Regions from separate parts of the Lactuca sativa genome. Here region 1 is linked to region 2. The links are chromatin contacts, called in public Hi-C maps. All regions are on one chromosome and are shown on one strand. The core of a region is the stretch at or near the end of the contact, and the rest is flanking DNA. Distances in the headings are between cores, read along the strand shown.

Evidence for each region. Hi-C and Micro-C count contacts between places; a contact is called where the count stands out from the background.
Region 1: a Hi-C map of leaf shows a contact between it and region 2, with 2.8 times the contacts expected there. The contact joins the promoter of LOC111918757 here to the promoter of LOC111893775 in region 2. A contact is called at or near these places in 4 of 4 Hi-C or Micro-C datasets (bud, leaf and seed).

Annotation. Positions count from the first base shown.
Region 1 is chr3:18,762,068-18,768,063 of Lsat_Salinas_v11, forward strand. It overlaps LOC111918757 (transcription factor LHW), which reads left to right and starts at 2,417. Exons shown (of 10, transcript XM_023914381.3): 1 at 2,417-3,063; 2 at 3,713-3,802; 3 at 3,928-4,030; 4 at 4,112-4,153; 5 at 4,294-4,353; 6 at 4,438-5,394; 7 at 5,479-5,580; 8 at 5,672-5,812; 9 at 5,898-5,996. The coding sequence starts at 2,954.
Region 2 is chr3:18,470,164-18,475,733 of Lsat_Salinas_v11, forward strand. LOC111893775 reads right to left here and starts at 2,313. Exons shown (of 3, transcript XM_023889856.3): 1 at 1,964-2,313; 2 at 892-1,040; 3 at 462-771. The coding sequence starts at 2,149. The coding sequence ends at 633. LOC111893757 (BTB/POZ domain-containing protein At3g05675) reads right to left here. Exons shown (of 2, transcript XM_023889839.3): 2 at 4,212-5,570. The coding sequence ends at 4,361.

The DNA.
Region 1 (5,996 bases), core at 1,167-3,666, 290 kb after region 2:
ACTATAAATAACATTAAGCCATATATTATATTTAATTTTATTCATGAGTAACTCGCAGTTAGAAGTCATTCAAATGGTTGAGATTATACAGTTATAATAGATGTGTATATTATCATATAATTCAAAATAATCAATATCTTATATCAATTTAGTATACAAATTATTATATCAAATTTAACAACAACGTTATTGTTATATTTTAAAAAACATATATTTATAAATATTTCAACTATATAGGTGTTTCTGCGCAACGCGCGGGCATTCGCTTAGTATATATATATATATATATATATATATATATATATATCTATATCCGGTTGAGTTATTGTGAGAACTAAAAAAAGCGTGTGAACTTGCGAATTAGGCATCAACAGTTGAAAACTACGCGTCAACAGTTATATGGATTGCGGACACATGCATCAACAATCATATGGACTACAGACGCATATATGCATGCATGCATTAGCAATCATATTGATTGTTCTGTAGTTTTTTAAAGTTATATTTCTGTATAGTATGATACTTTAGTTATAAATAATAAATAATCATGGTTCTAAATAACGTAGCATGGCGGCGCCAAGGCGTGCCATGACGTCGAGGCATGGTGTAGACGTCTCGAAAACGACCTAGGCGGCTGTGTAAAGCTTGACACCCAAATAATGTGGCAAGGCACGAAAGGGCGTGCTTTTTTAGTGTAACAAGTTTTTTTTACCTCCTATGGAGTCGAGGTTCCGACATGCTTTGCGAGTAGCTCAGAGTCATCGCAGGTGAACCTCCGTAGCCATAAATAGTCTTTTTCCTCTTTGGATTTGATCTAAACATATAACATGTTTTTGTAATGTTCACCGAGTTCTTGAAAGATGACATTTTTGTAAATTTTTAGCTTGATTGTAAATCGGTGACTATATGTTAGAATAAATGTATATTGACATGTGAAGATATCAGGTTTTTGCTAATATATGACTTGTTTATATAATTGGATGATAGTATATATGTATACTAGACGTATGGCGGCGTAAATCGGCGATGATAAATAGTATGTCTCTCATGTTCGCTTATAATTATTTTGAAAAAGTCAAGGCATTGTCATGTTCCGCAAGGCTTTAGGTTTGGCTATGCCGCCAAGCCTTATACTATTTACAACCATGTAAATAAGATGTCTTTCATGTTGGCTTATTTGGAACCAATCATTCTTCATTACCAAAGTTATAAGAAAAAATTATATTAACGTAACAGATAAACGAGCAACAAACTGTGTCACAACCATGTTGGCTTATAATTATTTTTATTCAAAAAATTTAAGTTTGTCAACATGAAATGATATTTTAATTATTTATCGAATAACATGTCTCTAATATATCAAATGAAATGTTACATTACGACTATGATGGGTTTTTATTTCAAGATATTGCATAAAAAATCACAATATTAATTATTTTAATTATTGAAGTTAATGTTACTTATGAATTAATGATCAAAATATCATTTTTATTGATGTTAATTGTTTTTAATGCAATACGAGATTCTATTGTTTACATGTTATTACTACTTGATATTTTTTTAACTAGTTTTTTTCTTACTAATTTATATTTTGTAATTCCGTAAACAAAATGGAAGTAATTCTTACTTAACTGAGAAAATATTATGTTTCTTGGTTAGCAATGATTGGCATAAAATGCCCAGAATTTCTATATATATGTATTAAAATTAGATTGCAATCAAGTAGGATCCTATGAACATAAGAATCTAAATGGCATAAAATTCCAAAACAATGCAACATATTTTACTTATTTTTCATTTAACACATGTAACTACACAATAACACATACTTAATAATGATGTGTAAATTCTAACAACAAATAATATTTTCTTAATCTACTATAACTCATTAGTTTACATGTATGAAATCGCCTCAAATAATATTATACATTGCTAAGGCAATATAAGTTGTATATATACACAATTTCCTATTTATTATAATGGGCAAAAAGAAAGTATATGAAATATATAGGATTTTTTGTAATAAATAAAATATGAAATGAAAATTATGCACTGACACTATGGATGTTGAGACAAAAGATATTACATATACAAAGTTGTCAAATGCTACAACAAAAAATAAAGATCTTTTACCTAAAAAAGGTATTCTTGGAAAGCTTAATGAGACAATATGTATAAACCGTATAACAAAAAAGCCGATATTGAAACATAGTCCAGGGGTCGTTTGTGTAATAAACACATAAATGGGGGAGAGAGAAACCAAGAAAGATCTTTGTAATCCTTTGAGCTCGGAGTTTTTCTTTTGGTCTTTTCTTTCTCAAAGACAAAACCCCACCTTGCCCCCACCTACCCCTACCCCCCACCCCCACCCCCACCTAAAAAAAATTGCATCTTCCTGACTCATACCAGAGATCCCTTTAATAGCTAGTGTTTTAGCTTTGTTTTCTCACAGAATAACAGCTTTTTCTTCGGACATTTGAAGCCCTTTGTTTTTTCTTTATCTTATTTTAATCTTGTTGAATGTAAGCTTCAAACACCCATAAACTGTTTTCGACAGTGTAACTGCATCAGAAACCCTTCATCTCATCTCTTTCATTTTCGGAAAAACACAATCTCAGCTTTACCTTTTTCCTGAAACCTCATCTTCCCACACACACACACACAGACGTAAGCTTAGTAAAACACACCTGCTGCCTGCTGTGCTTTTCTTGTTTTTTGAAACTTTAAAATACTCGGAAATTGCTTTTCCAAAGCACTTATTTCAAGTGCGGTTTCTTTTCTCTGGCCTTTGCAATCTTTGTCTCGTGGAAGAAGAACAACGCCTCGCTTTTCTTCGTTTTCTTGCAGAATTTGCCCCCAGAGCTTAATCTACCTCTCTAATAAGTCGTCTTCGAAAGAGAAAAAAAAAAGATTTATCAGTTTCCTTTTGATTGATTTTTGATCTTCTGTACAAATGGGTACAACACAGAAAGATTCAACTGTTCAAAATGTGCTCAAGAATCTCTGTCGCTCTTATGGATGGTCTTATGGCGTTTTCTGGAAATTTGACCAGCCAAATTCTCTGTATGGCTCCCTACTTCTATAGTTCTGTATCTGTATCTGTATCACACACACATATATATAGATACAGAGATGTATATATATATATATATATATATATATATATATATATATATATATATATATATATATATATATATATATATATATATATATATATACTATTTTCGGGTCTAAATCGTGTTTATGTTCTAATCTTCTTGTTAATCTTGTGTATAATTTTTTTTTTGGGTTGGTTGACCATTTTCTCAAAGATCACATCTTCATCTTTTTTTTTTTTTCTACATATCATTTGTGTCTTTATCAGTATTACTGTTATCTAAAATGCATTTTCATTTTTATTCTAATCGGAGGAAGAATTTTGTCTAAAAAAGGATCATTTGTTGATTTCAGTTTTTATGGTATTAAGAAAATGACAAGTTTTAGGGTGAGATCTTGTCAGCATCATCACATATTGCGGATGAATTTAGTAAATCCATACATTAATTCCACCTTAAGAATATTCCCCAACTTAAATGTTCATTATTTCAAATCTTCTAAACCGATTCGCTTTATAAATTAGTGTATCTTTTGTTTGATCTACTTCTGTGTTTTATCAAGTCTTTTTTCTTTATATTTATCCTTAAAATATATTGTTTTTTTTTTTTTCCAGATTGTTGACTATGCAAGATGTTTTTTTTGAGGAAGAAATCAGAGGTCTGATCCATGATTTGCATCTGCAAACGCCCATGCTTGGAGGAGGGTGCGTTTAATTTTCCCTAATCTTTATGTAAAACATCAATTAATTTGGTTTAAACTGAAATTTTTCTAAAAATAACCAATCTTTTAACGTGATTAATCATTAATACTTTCTTGAATCTTTTTTAGATTAATTGGACAAGCTGCTTTTACTAAAAAGCACCTTTGGATGTCCTCAGAAGATAATTACACTGGACAAAATTCCTCGGGTTCGATCTGGGATATGTTTCGGGTACGGATTAATTCATCCTTTTTTTATGTTAATCGACGATGAGTTCTTGTTAATCGTTTTTTATTTAATTTAATTTTCCAGGACGATTCAAAATTTTGTCTTCAATTTTCGTCTGGTATAAAGGTACTTATTTTGGTTTAACTTGAGTTTGTTAATGGTACCACTTTGGTTGTACCTGTTGTCCCTGTTCATGAGACAACGATTTTGGTCCAAAAACATGTACGAATCATAAGTTTCATCTTTTTGTAACTTTACTCTTGCAGACAATTGCAGCAATCCCTGTGGAACCACAAGGAGTTGTACAATTTGGGTCATCTGAGAAGGTTAGTATTAATTCTTTTTGTTTGTCTTTTTATAATTTCCATGTACATCTCTAGATCTAATGTGTTGTTGTTTTTGATGCTCAGATTCTTGAAACTACAGACTTTATAAATCAAACCAAAAGAATGTTCAATGAAATCGTAAACGCCGAAGGACCTGCAACTGCAATTTCATCGTCTTCCCCAAATGGATTGTTCGCCTCTTTGATTTCATCTCAAGATTCTAATTTCGGAGATGGCGCTTCTTTAGCTTTTCCCCAAATCGATAATAACCAATCCATTACAAATTTACATCAGGATTTGTTCGACTTACCTATACCTATGGATTTTGGAATGATCCCAGATGATTTCTTCCAAACAGATCTGAGTAATTCCCAATTTTACCCTCAGTCCCCTGGTCAAAGCAATGTTACATTCGGCAGCTTAATGTCAAACGACCACTTGTTATCTCAATCCATGGGGTTTCTTCCGATCAATTCTGAAGAAAAAGGCAAATCTTTGACTATTTCCGGAATAGATGTTGACCTTTTTGGAAGTACAGGAGATCTGGGAGACATTGTAACACCTCTCATAAACGAAAACTATTCTTACAATGGATGTGCATCCATGTCGAAGCCAACCCAACATGTAAATGACGCTACTACCCTTACTCCAAAGAAAGGGTTGTTCTCGAATCTTGGGATCAAAGAGCTTTTCGAGGGTATTTCTGGAACTTCCAACACCCCATCAACCTCATGCATTGAGGATCAAGTGTCGTCTAAAAGAAGGAAAACAGGAAATTCCATATGGGAAATGAGTAATTCATGTTCATTACAACCTGTTGTATATAACAAGAGTCTTAAAATCGAGCCAGGTGGATCATGGGTAGGTGATGGGTATAGCATGGATGGGTCAAGCACAATCTTGCAAGCTAAAAAACAAACCGAATCTTCAAAGCCCATTAAGAAAAAAGCTAAACCCGGGACCCGACCCAGGCCCAAAGATCGACAGATGATTTTGGATCGTATGGCTGAATTAAGAGAATTGATCCCTAATGGCGAAAAGGTATATAAAAAAAAATAGTAATACTTTATAAAGATCATAAAAGATTAATTACAAGTTTATGTAATTGGTTTCTTGATTCTACAGATGAGCATCGACTGTTTGTTGGATCGAACAATCAAACACATGCTTTTCTTGCAAAGTGTAACAAAACACGCAGACAGAATCAAACAGGCTGATGAACCAAAGGTGATCAAAAGTCGTTCATCTTTATGACAAATTTTCAAAATGTAGGGTTTTGAAATAACTTCAAAAATACTGATTTTTCTATTTTTCTCAGCATAACGGTGTTATTCAGAATAATTATTCCAATGATCCAAACAACAATGGTGTGACATGGGCATGTGAATTGGGAAACCAAACGATGATTTGTCCACTAATAGTGGAGGACCTTAGTACCCTTGGACAAATGCTCATAGAGGTATTAAAAAAGTAACAACAATTGTATCTGCTTTTATATGTAGTATTTTTACTTTTTAGTTAATGAAATATATTTCATGACGTAGATGCTATGTGAAGAACACGGGTTCTTTCTTGAGATTGTGGACATAATCCGAGGTTTTGGGTTGACCATTTTGAAGGGAGTCATGGAAGTTCGAGAGGAA
Region 2 (5,570 bases), core at 1,063-3,562:
AAGGCTAACCAAGAACAAGATGAAGATGAAATGGTGGGATGCAATTTTTTTTTTCTTTTTGCTGTTAAGTTCCCATGATTGTCATCATCTTTGAAATCAAAACTTATTTTGATCGAGTACAAAAAATCAAGCATAAACATTCACTAAAATATGGATCTATATCCAAATTAAATATTAAAATCGTGGTATAATTTAGTAGCACACACTTACTCAAAAAGACTACAGGGTTGTTTCTATTTGAGGACAGAATGACCTAATGTATTAAAAAATTTAAGCGCCTTTTTCTTCTCAACTTCTTTGAAGTTACAATTGATGAACACTGTGAAAACTGTTTGTCGGAATATAAAGGTTAAAAAGGTCATTTAGTCTCGTATAGACGGTTTATTCAATCTAGAAAAAAAAACAAAAATATTTCAATCTAAAAAAAACAATCTTCTAAGAGGAAAATGGAGTTAAAGGTCTTTCATCCCTGAAACTAAATCTTTGGACTATAATGAATGTAACATTTGATAAAAGCTTGCAATCAAAATTCATCAAGTCAATTGTAAAACAAATGGGTTAATGTTTGAAATGTTACGTGTGCAATTGAAAACAAAGAGGTGTAGCCATTTTTAGAAAGGAGGAAAAAAAATTCACTCTTCAGCATTGATTCCAAATATGCGAACCTTGTGCATGTGTGGAAATTTGGCAAGAACTAACACGAAAACTGCAAGGGTGTTTAAGAGCAGCATTGGGTTCTGGTAGTCTGTTGTGTGAGATGCTATCAAGTACCTGCATGCACATATAATCACCATATACCCCCAATCAAACTAGTGGAAGAAGATTAACATGAAGAAAAAGGAACCTAATAAAAACACAGATTGAAAGGTTAAGAAAATAAAGAAAACTTACAGGACCAAAGGGACAAGAGTAAGAAATTTCCTGTTGCGTGTGAGCTGTTTGCCACTATCAATCTGCTCCCACCATGTCAGCCTGTTGTAGATGCCCTGGTCATCAGCAAAAGGTGTTCCCTTTTTCCAGTGGAAGAAATGGTATGTCATCTGATTGATAAAACACACAAATTAGCAATCATAATATCAGTCCACTCACAAGCATGCATAGGTCAGAAACTTTTTAAAACTACTCTATAGTCTCTCAATAAGTAGTGTGCAAATTATGACAGAAATGCATTAGAAGCTCAATGTTGAAAGCTTGTGGCTGATAACTCCATCAAGAGTATCACAGGCACAAATGGATAACTAAGGAATTTCAACAACATCAAGAACACTGTGTAAGGGTTCATACATTGATACCGGTTTAAAGTCTTTGCTAAGCTTTTGAATTAAGTTACTCTGCCTGACCAGAATACAGGCTGACACATCAACTTGGAAATTCATCTCCACAGTCCATACACAGCATAGATACACAAGTTATTGATGATGTTGATATCATATAGATGTATAAAGATGCTTATACATAAGGAAAAGTTATAACCGATTATAATGTGCATAGTAGTAGGTGTACAATGTCTATCTTTCTCCACAACACACACCTATATATTCTCCACAAGATCATATATCCACCATGAGTTGCAAAGTATGTCAGAAAGAGTTCGAAACACAGGACTAGGACATAGATACTAGCTTAAGAACATCTTGAGGTGAAGTCCAAACCCTAACTAGAAGTCATTGATCATTTGAATTTTGAAGTACCAATACACGAGCTAAAAAACTCGAGAACATGCTCGCTACTATTGCTACTATTAGAAGCACAATATAAGCTCTATTACACCTAAATCCATCTATATATCAACATCAATTGATAAAAACAATCAAAACATTGATAAATCGGATCAGGCAAGCTGAACAGAGGATTCGGACTCTAAACCCTAAATCATGAGCTCATCGACACAAAGCAAATTGGCTCTAACACGATCGTAATCAGGTAATCACGGATGTAAAAGAAGAGAAACAGAAAGAGGTACCACAGCGTGAGAGAGATTGACGATGGTCCAAGCCATGCCAGGAGAACAACCGAAAACGGAGAGAACGGCTAGCCAAGCAAAGAAGAGGATGAGTATGTAGGTGATCCAGACGCCGGGGTACGTGAACCACTCCGTATTCCTGTTGAGATCCGTCGGCGGCGCCGCTTGTACATACAAATTCGCCATCTATAGGGAATTAGGTCAAGTTTTGATACAAAGAATGGTGAAATCGTTGTGACTTGTGGATGCTCCATCGTATGTGTAGTTGTTGACGGTCTGCTCTGCGTGTTGAGGGTGATGGGATGATTGTTCGTTGACGATGCAGATTATTGACAGCATAAATCTAGTAAAACAAAAGGTAACAATTTATTCGGTGCTTTCAAACATGGAGAATGCGCAAGTAAATCTAACATAAATCGATTTCAATTAACAAAATTTACTACCATGACAAAAGCATTTAATAGAAATTACCTATTTCAGAAATAATAATATTTATGTCCAGAATTAAAATATTTTCTTATTAGGTGTGAGATCCATGTATTACATAGGTTTATTTAAAAAAAAAATAAATTTAAAATTTTAACAATTTGAAAATTTTGAATTTATAAGAAAAGTGAAAAAATTTTGAATTATTAAAATTAATGAGGCTTTAATGTATTGAATACATTACATATATAAACTCTTTCTAATAAATATCTTACATATATATAACCTTATATATTAAATGTGAAACTTTAATTTAATAAAATGAAAAATACAATAAAATGACAAGTGGAAAATAGAAAATTTAAAAATTCCAGAAAATGACATGTGTCTAAATGAATGAGAAGAGGACATGTAGCAAAAAACCTTTATTTATTATAGTAGATATATTTGGGACTTAAATTTCGGATTCTCCGTTATGGTCCAGAAAAAAAAATAACTATTTCGAAAGTTCAAGAAAAAAATTCAAAATCCAATAAATAATTTTTAATTTATGAGTAACGGTTTTTACTAATATATATACATAAAACAAATGATAATTAGATAGGATAATATGTTTAGAATAAATATATTCGGTAAATATGATGCTTGATGACAGTGTGAAATATGTGATGGATTTCAATAATAATAAAAATAATTTCTATGAAATATTTCATTTGTACTGATTGTACTTAAACACATTGCGTCTATTGTACTTATCATTTGTTATATTTCAATAAGTTTTTGATGGATTTCAATAATAAAAAAATAATGAATCATTTCTTTGAAATTCTGGAAAAAAAAAATTGATTTTAGACTTATTCTTGAAATTTAGGAAAAATATATATTTATTCGTAATCTGAAATCCGAAATTCTAGTCCGAAATGTTTTTTTTTCTAGAATGTCCAAAATGATTCAATATGGAAAAAGATGTCATTTTTCAAAAACGTAAAAACTTGATCATTTCTATGAAATATTTCATTTGTACTGATTGTAATTAATCCTTGTAAAATTATCGCTTTATATATTGTTCAAGAATTACTGAAAATTACATGTTGTGTCTCTTTTTTTTGCATTTGGACCATTCTCGTGGTGTCTTTTTTTTCATATTTGGTCTCAAGTCAACTTAAAAAGACTATGATCCTTCCTGATTATTTTTCTGTAGTTTTTAAATGGTTATTAATTTATTTATTTTATTGTTACAAAATTAACAAAGGTTGAACCCATTTAAAACTTATGTACAACCATACACCTATATTCACAATAACATGTTCAGAATGTGCACCATGACCATTCTCTGGTTCCTCTTTCTCTCGCAAATTTACTCTGCCTCTCTCTTTCTTCTTCTTCGGTCACCACATTAGGCAAACACCACCACCACCAAATCAAAATTAAACATAAAACAAAAATAAAACTTGGAACTTAAAAAAAATGATGAACCACAAAAACCAAACCAAATGCAAACTTCCCATTTCAAAAAAGTTAACCTCCCTCTATATGGAATGGAATTCATGTTGATAGATTTGTTAGATAGAACAAAAAAACAAGATTCCACCAAAAGAAGAAGACATCCTGAAACTGGACTCCATCGTGTCTATTTCAACTATGCATAAAATGTTTGTGTTTTGAGTTATTAAAATCTGCACCTCTTAAAATGCAAGACTCAACCAATTCGCTTGCTTTATAGTAGATAATAAAAAAAAACTACATATCACTACCATTGAAGCATCTAATTAACAGATCATTTCATGTTTCAAAGTAAATATATATGACAATGGCATCACCATTAATAAGAAACAATCCAGGAACTCGATAAAAAAGGCTTCAATTAGCAACAAGAAATTGCAAACAACTCAACAAGTAAATCTTTCTGTAACCTTTTCAACATATCGATATAAACTTACAACCACAATAGCAACCAGTTTCAGTTTGTGATCACAAGCTCACAGTAGTTTTACTTTTACCAAGTCTATCCAACCCCTCCACCAATCTTCTTTTTGCAGATTTAGTCCTATAACACCAAATCTCAAAAGCTTCACTCAAATCAGGATACCTCACTTGCTCTTGCTCCCCACTCATCCAGTCTGCTAAAATATCAGCCTGATCATTCGATGGAAGTGCTGATAACAATGCCACAATTGCCCCTTCAATGCTTTGACACAAATCATCATCCATCTTGTAAGGAAATCCACTCTCATTATCCCCAATAGAATCAAGAACTGGTTTCATCTTTCTGATATAAGGAAGCCATGTTTTCACTAACTCCACTCTACGTACAGCTGGCATGATCACATTCCCATATCCAACCGCATCTAAAACCTTCCCTGTTAACTCTATAATCTTCAATTTCAAATCCCACATTCCATTTTTCAATATCTTGTCCTCCATAACCCCAATCACTCTATCTGAAAGGTCAATCCATTGGTCAACAAACTCTTTCATGAGGTCCATTTTGGAAAGAATGTTGCAAATCCATCCAAGATCTGAAAGTGACTGCATTACTTTCTTCTCTGTAACTTCATATTCGGTCTCTGAAAGTAAACAAGACAACTCTTTTTCAAATGAAGAAGAAATGTTCATGAGTCCTTTCGTTGACTCTGATTTGACTTCTTCATCTGCTATGACTAAAGGGATCTCTTCATCATCATCGCCTAACATGTACTCCAATTGTTCTTGAGCTGAAGTTTTCAACTCATCGCCAAATGGAGCGGATGGAGAAACAATTGAGGTGGCAAATCGGATAGCAGAAAGGAAAACGTTTTTTGTAGAGGAAAAGTCAACAGGGTCAACTCTAGCTAATACGGGCATTGCTAATGGACCCAGTTTAGGAACTACTTTCAAGATTAATTCTTCTTCTTTATCTTCCCATGGGACAGCTTCTAAATACTGAACACAGCTTTCAATGATTTCGTGACAGTTGAACTCTGTCGCTAATTCAAGAACACCAAGAGCAGAGTGGACAGAATTCCATGATTCTAAAAGAGAATCTTTGGGAAGATAGAGACGTTTCAAGAGGTCAACATGGTGTTCATAGTTGGAATCTAAGCAGTAGATATCAATAGAATCACCACAATTTGGATCAGAAAGTGTATCTGCAAAATATTTGCTTTTATCTTTGAGGATTGATGAATGCAAATGGAACACT